Regions from separate parts of the Bos taurus genome. Here region 1 is linked to region 2. The links are chromatin contacts, called in public Hi-C maps. All regions are on one chromosome and are shown on one strand. The core of a region is the stretch at or near the end of the contact, and the rest is flanking DNA. Distances in the headings are between cores, read along the strand shown. Region 1 overlaps EVA1A (eva-1 homolog A, regulator of programmed cell death). Region 2 holds the start of EVA1A (eva-1 homolog A, regulator of programmed cell death).

Region 1 (2,826 bases), core at 307-2,806, 65 kb before region 2:
TTCGCCTACTTTTATGATTTTTTTTTACTGTTATAAATAGTTCTGAGACAAACTGTCTTCACAGTAAAATTTTGGCCCATAACCGTAATTATTTCACTAGGATAAATTCCTACTTGTGGAATTGCTGGATAAATATTGTTTTAAGGCTTTTGACAGGTGTTCCCAAATCATTTTCTGGAGAGGCTGTGGCAATTCGTAACCTCATTAGCTTATGTACAAACACTCATCTCCCTACACTTTCTCCAAAACTGAAATTATAAACATAATCACTCAAATATTTGACAATTTTATAAAATAAAAATGTCAACCTGTTGCTTTCATTTTGCATTTAATTTCTAAAACCTGAGCTGCTTATGTTTTTCAGCAATTTGTATTTTTTCTTTGGCAAACTGCTGATTCTTATCCTTTGCCCCTTTTCTTTTAAAACATTTATTGATTTGTAAGAGTTCTTTACATATTAACTTTAACCTCTCTTCATTAATGCAACATTTTATTCTTAGTTGCATTTGCCAACTAAGGGTACATTTTGATAAACAGATATTTTAAATTCCTGGAATGGTCAAGGTTTGAAATGGTGAAGAATGGGAAGAATGTGAATGGGAACAAGATGTATCCAAAAGCAAATAGAAAGAATGATGCAATATTAGGCTCAGCAAAGGCTGGATTCCATGAATTTCTAATTGTTTCAATCTTCAAAGTTTTAAGAGTGGTTTCTTGAGTGCAGAGAAAGAAAGGGGAGAAAGGATTCACTTAAGAGTTGGAATTTTCTCTGTTGGTTTAGTCAGAAACGAGACACAGGAATAAGGGAATTATGTGTATTAGCAAGGGTGTTGCTAAAATGATGGATCATATGAATGAGGCAATTGATAAGCTGGGAGAAACTAGGAGAGGTTAGGGGATGCTATATTCACCTTTGAGAAATGAAATATTTCCTGCCATAAAGCACTAAATTCTTTAACTTGGAGTATCTGGTTTTCTTTAATTAACAATCACCTTCTGATGTTAAGACTACCTGCCCCTTGTTGCAAAACTTCTATATAACTTGGCTCCTCCCTTGCTTCCTGGGAGCAGTTCTCTCAGGGTCACTTGAAATGCTGTCTTCCAGGCTTGCAACCCCCCAAATTTCCACTGAATAAAATATTACTCTCAATTTTTATTAATAGGTTGTGAATATTTTTTAAGTCAACACTTTAATATTTTAAATGTTTTAATTCATTTCCTTTATAGTCAGGCAGTCTTCTAGATCATGCTTGGAATTAATTTTTAGCCACCAAATCTACTTACTAGTTCTAATGCATTTTATTTTAGCTACTCTACTTTCCATTTCCTTGCATTCTCTTTTTATCCCAGCCCATACTTAAAAGAAAAATTATTTTCCTGTATCCTAAGCAATATTTAATTCCAGAATATGGAGTGGGAAAGAAAAAGTTTGAAGGAGGAAGAAAAACAGGGCCACGTACCCTTTCACCATAAGATCATAAGACACATGGTAAACCAGGGCATTCAATGAGTTACCACGTTCAATGATCACAATTCAGGGTTATGCTGGCCAAAATGGAAATCTGCCAGGTACTTCCTGTGCTGAGAACAGTTTCAAAGTCCAATAACCTGTTTATTCTCACCAGAGGTATTTTCTTACAACAGCTTATTTGCAAGTGTCATCTGAGACCTTGGAAACTGCAGACCCTCCCTGTCATACCCCACTTCATTTTGGGGTGTTTTGACTTGACTGTAGACTTGAGGAGACCATCATTCAATTGCTTGTGAAAACATGATACCATAGTTTCAAAGATCTCTTTTCCAGTTCCAGTGTCCTTTCTCCCCAGAATAGCCTAGAAGAAAGGGCAGAACTGGGATTCCTTTGATGTGTGGGTACCCAGGTAAGGAGGCTCCTGGAACTAGAACTTCCTTTTGATACTGAGCAGGGTCATGTGGGTCTCCTGGGCACAAAGCCTTTCTATGTCCCCCATTTCTTTGATTACAGAAAATAGCCTTCATTCAGCCTCCATGACCTTTACTGAGTTCCAACGGGTAGATTCTAGCAGTTGTTAATTAGGGAAGGGAGAGAATGCAAGACTGGGGAGAAACATTCAAGAGAAACAAGTTATTCAGCCTTGGGGCACAGTTCTGGTTCCCCATCAACAGATACACACAATATCTTTGAGCTGTTTTTCAGATACTGAAACCCCCTTCCAAGTGGGAGAAATTATCAGTTAATGATAGTATTGCTGACCACAAGTATGTAGACCCAGACTAGTTGGAACCTGAACGTTTATGATGCTGCATCCTACTTACCATCAACCTATAAGAAGAATGCCCATGAGCTGATCATGCCCTCTTTGAACAATTACTATGAACTTTCAATCTTCTCCAAGTGGGAACACATAGTTTTTTGAGGCAGGAATCCACTGTGTCCCTCTTTGCCTGGCAAAGTAATAAAGCTATCCATTTCTACTTCACCTAAAACTCTCTGAGATTCGATTTGGCACCAGTTTGTAGAGAAGCTGAGCTTTTGGCATCACTTTGGGAAGTGAGGAGCTGACTGATGACCTGAGCCTTTGCTGATCTGAGAAGGGAGAACCATGGACTCGATACATGTGAAGATGACATGTGGCATCTTGCCAACCACTAAGGAGCCAGCCAAGCTCCTGAGAAGTCTTCCATTCTAAAATCAGATTGCACGTCATCCAAGATGCTCTCTCAGCAAGAAGCCATGAACTTCCTTTATCCTCAATTCTGGCTCAGATTTGACATTGTAAATAGAAGAGTCAGGTTTTGTATCTGAACTCTGAGGTCATCACATGTCAACCCTGACTAGAGAACTAG
Region 2 (2,873 bases), core at 169-2,668:
CCCAGTCAGAACTGCAAGAAGCTGACTACACTTCTCTCCGTGAGCAGAGCATCCCCTCTAAGGATTTTGGGACCACCAACTACCTTTTCACCCCCCCCCATCCACCTTGATTTCAGGGGCCACCAAAAGCATGCAGCAGACTGAGTTCCTGGAAAGGAGTTTGGTAAATGTCAGATATGCAGATGACACCTCCCTTATGGCAGAAAGCGAAGAGGAACTAAAGAGCCTCTTGATGAGGGTGACAGAGGAGAGTGAAAAGGCTGGCTTAAAACATTCATAAAATAAAGCTATGGTTTTTCCAGTAGTCATGTATGAATGTGAGAGTTGGACCATAAAGAAGGCTGAGCATGGAAGAAATTATGTTTTTGAACTGTGATGTTGGAGAAGGCTCTTTTGCACTGCAAGGAGATCAAACCAGTCAATCCTAAAGGAAATCAACCCAGAATATTCATTGGAAGAACTGAGGCTGAAGCTCCAATACTTTGGCCACCTAATGGGAAGAGCCAACTCATTGGAAAAGACCCTGATGCTGGGAAACATTGAAGGCAGGAGGAGAAGGGGACAACAGAGAACGAGATGGTCGGATGGCATCACTGACTTAGTGGACATGAGTTTGAGCTCTGGGAGATGGTGAAGGTCAGGGACAGGGAAGCCTGGCGTGCTGCAGTCCCCGGGGTCGCAAAGAGTCGGACAAGACTGAGCCACTGAACAACAAAACCATATCAACTAGAGCCAAGGAAATTTCGGACAGGGCTGCATCTGGCAGGTCCGAGGTCAAAGCCAGTCACTGTCGCCGCCTGGGAACTAAGCCCCTGGTCCCGGAGGCGGAGGAGAGAGGCGCAGAGATTAGGCAAGAACTCGCTCTCCGAAGCCAGGCTGCATAGGCAAGGAGCGGAGAGTTCTTGGATCCAGAAAAAGAAGCAGGGATGCGGGGTAGGAAGCACCAGCAAAGTGAGAAGAGAGAGAAAACAAGCTCCCGTAAGCAAAGTTCCTTGGGGGTACCCAGGCTACAACACCTGGGCAGGGGGTCAGGAACAAAGCAGCCCTCTCAGGTCAGAAGTGCTCTACGTGTTTCCGAAGCAGGGGTGTTCAGGGCACGCCACGGCCCTCTGGGGATGCCAGGCGCCCCTACACCCTGAGCGCGCTCAACCGCAACGCTTACCTTCGCCCGAGCAGCCAACGCGCACTTCCGGGGTCCTGGCTCCGGGTGCTGGGGGCGGAGCCGGGGACCAGGAGCCGATCACTAAGAGGAGGACGCAACAAAGCTGTGGCCAAGGTTTGGGCTGGCACTGGCGATTCGGAAAGAAACCCCAGTGGAGACCTGTGGGCACGGGGTCCCGGCCTGGGCGATCACGGGCGGCGGTGGTAACCCCAGCAGACGCAGGAGGACCACGATTCTGTGGGAGGAAAAGGTTGTCTCATTTCCTTCAGTCTGCCCCCTCCACTCCACCCACTTTGCTCTGGACCTGCCCTCCCTTCCCCTCCCCTTCCCCAAACCAGCTACCCGTAAGGGCGCTGGAAAGACCTGAAACCTAAATGGCTGCGGCTCGCGGCGCCTCCCCCCGCAGCAAGTTAGTTCAAGCTTCGAAACTCTTGCCTACTGCGCGCACTTCTAACAGTCCCCAGGGCCCTGAAAGGTTCTCCGTGGGCTGTCCCCACCCTGCCCCAGAGTTCTTCCCTTTTCCCCTGCTAGGAGTAAAGAAAAAGAAAGTGAAGTTCACTCAGTCGTGTCCGACTGTTTGCGACCCCATGAACTATACAGTCCATTGAACTCTTCAGGTCAGAATCCTGGAGTGGGTGACCTATCCCTTCCCCAGGGGATCTTCCTGACATAGGAATCCAACCGGAGTCTCCTGCATTGCAGGCAGATTCTTTACCAACTGAGCTATGAGGGGCGCCGTTGCTGGGACCAGCCCAGATTTAAAAGCTGACCTCCAAGCTGCTTGCAGCATCCCATCCTCTCCTTCCTGTCCTCTCTCTTGCTTTGAGCTTTTTTTTTTTTTTTTTTGCGGGTGGGAGGGAGGGTTCCTTTTTCTGATCTCAGTTCCCTTTGATATCCAACCTGTGCCCCCGGCCGTGGAAGCCCAGAATCTGAATCACTGAACCACCAGGGACATACCTGAGCCCCTAATTACGCTACTTCCCGCCCCCCCCCCCCCGCAATGATGACGTTTAAACCCTAATGCATAATCTCGAAAGAATTCATTTTGATGAGGAGAGTATTTGATATCTTTGTTTGGTTTTGCTCATTCAAATTTGGGATTTTCTTTCTTAAATTCAAGGACTGTTTTATTTAAGAGCCTGATAAGTGCTAAGCTGGGCTCTAGGAACTTAGAAAAGAACCAGTAGGGCATGTTGTTCCTGGACAATTGTAATATGTGTCTAGTGCAGATAGAGTCCCAGGGTTTCTGTGGTCTCTTACAAGATAGGTCAAGTACCGGAAGAGCTTTCTACAGAGTAAAAAAGGCATACACAGAGCTAAGAAGGAATGGAAAACTCCCATCAGAAGGTGGTCTATCAGAGAACACAGCCAGGATGGGGAGTGACGGTAGATGAATGTGAAAGAGAATGGTGACCAGTCTACCAAGAAAGAATTAAGAACTTGTCAACTACAGATTGGCACTTGCCACGGGTGCTTGAGCTTCCCAGGTGGCACTAGTGCTAAAGAATCCACCTACCAATGCAGAAGACTCAGGAGATGCAGGTTCAATTCCTGGGTTGGGAAGATCCCCTGGAGAAGAAAATGGCAACCTACTCCAGTATTTTTGCCTGGATAATCCCATGGACAGAGGAGCCTGGTGGACTACAGTCTTTGGGGGTCACAAAGAGTTAGACATGACTGACTAAGCACACACACACAAACACACATACAT

Evidence for each region. A called contact is a pair of places that touch in the nucleus more often than the background predicts.
Region 1: a Hi-C map of liver shows a contact between it and region 2, with 2.8 times the contacts expected there. The contact joins the enhancer-like site here to the promoter of EVA1A in region 2. A contact is called at or near these places in 2 of 11 Hi-C or Micro-C datasets (liver and skeletal muscle).

What each region holds. Positions count from the first base shown.
Region 1 is chr11:44,155,286-44,158,111 of ARS-UCD2.0, reverse strand. The region is part of intron 2 of EVA1A (eva-1 homolog A, regulator of programmed cell death); the gene reads right to left. Among named protein-coding and RNA genes, the nearest start is that of EVA1A, 65 kb to the right of the region's middle. Within about 2 kb of position 1,556, at least 3 of the 102 cell types and tissues checked have an H3K27ac peak or open chromatin away from gene starts, as enhancers often do. A contact at or near this core is called in liver, where this site is marked.
Region 2 is chr11:44,090,348-44,093,220 of ARS-UCD2.0, reverse strand. EVA1A (eva-1 homolog A, regulator of programmed cell death) reads right to left here and starts at 1,418. Exons shown (of 3, transcript NM_001435268.1): 1 at 1,163-1,418.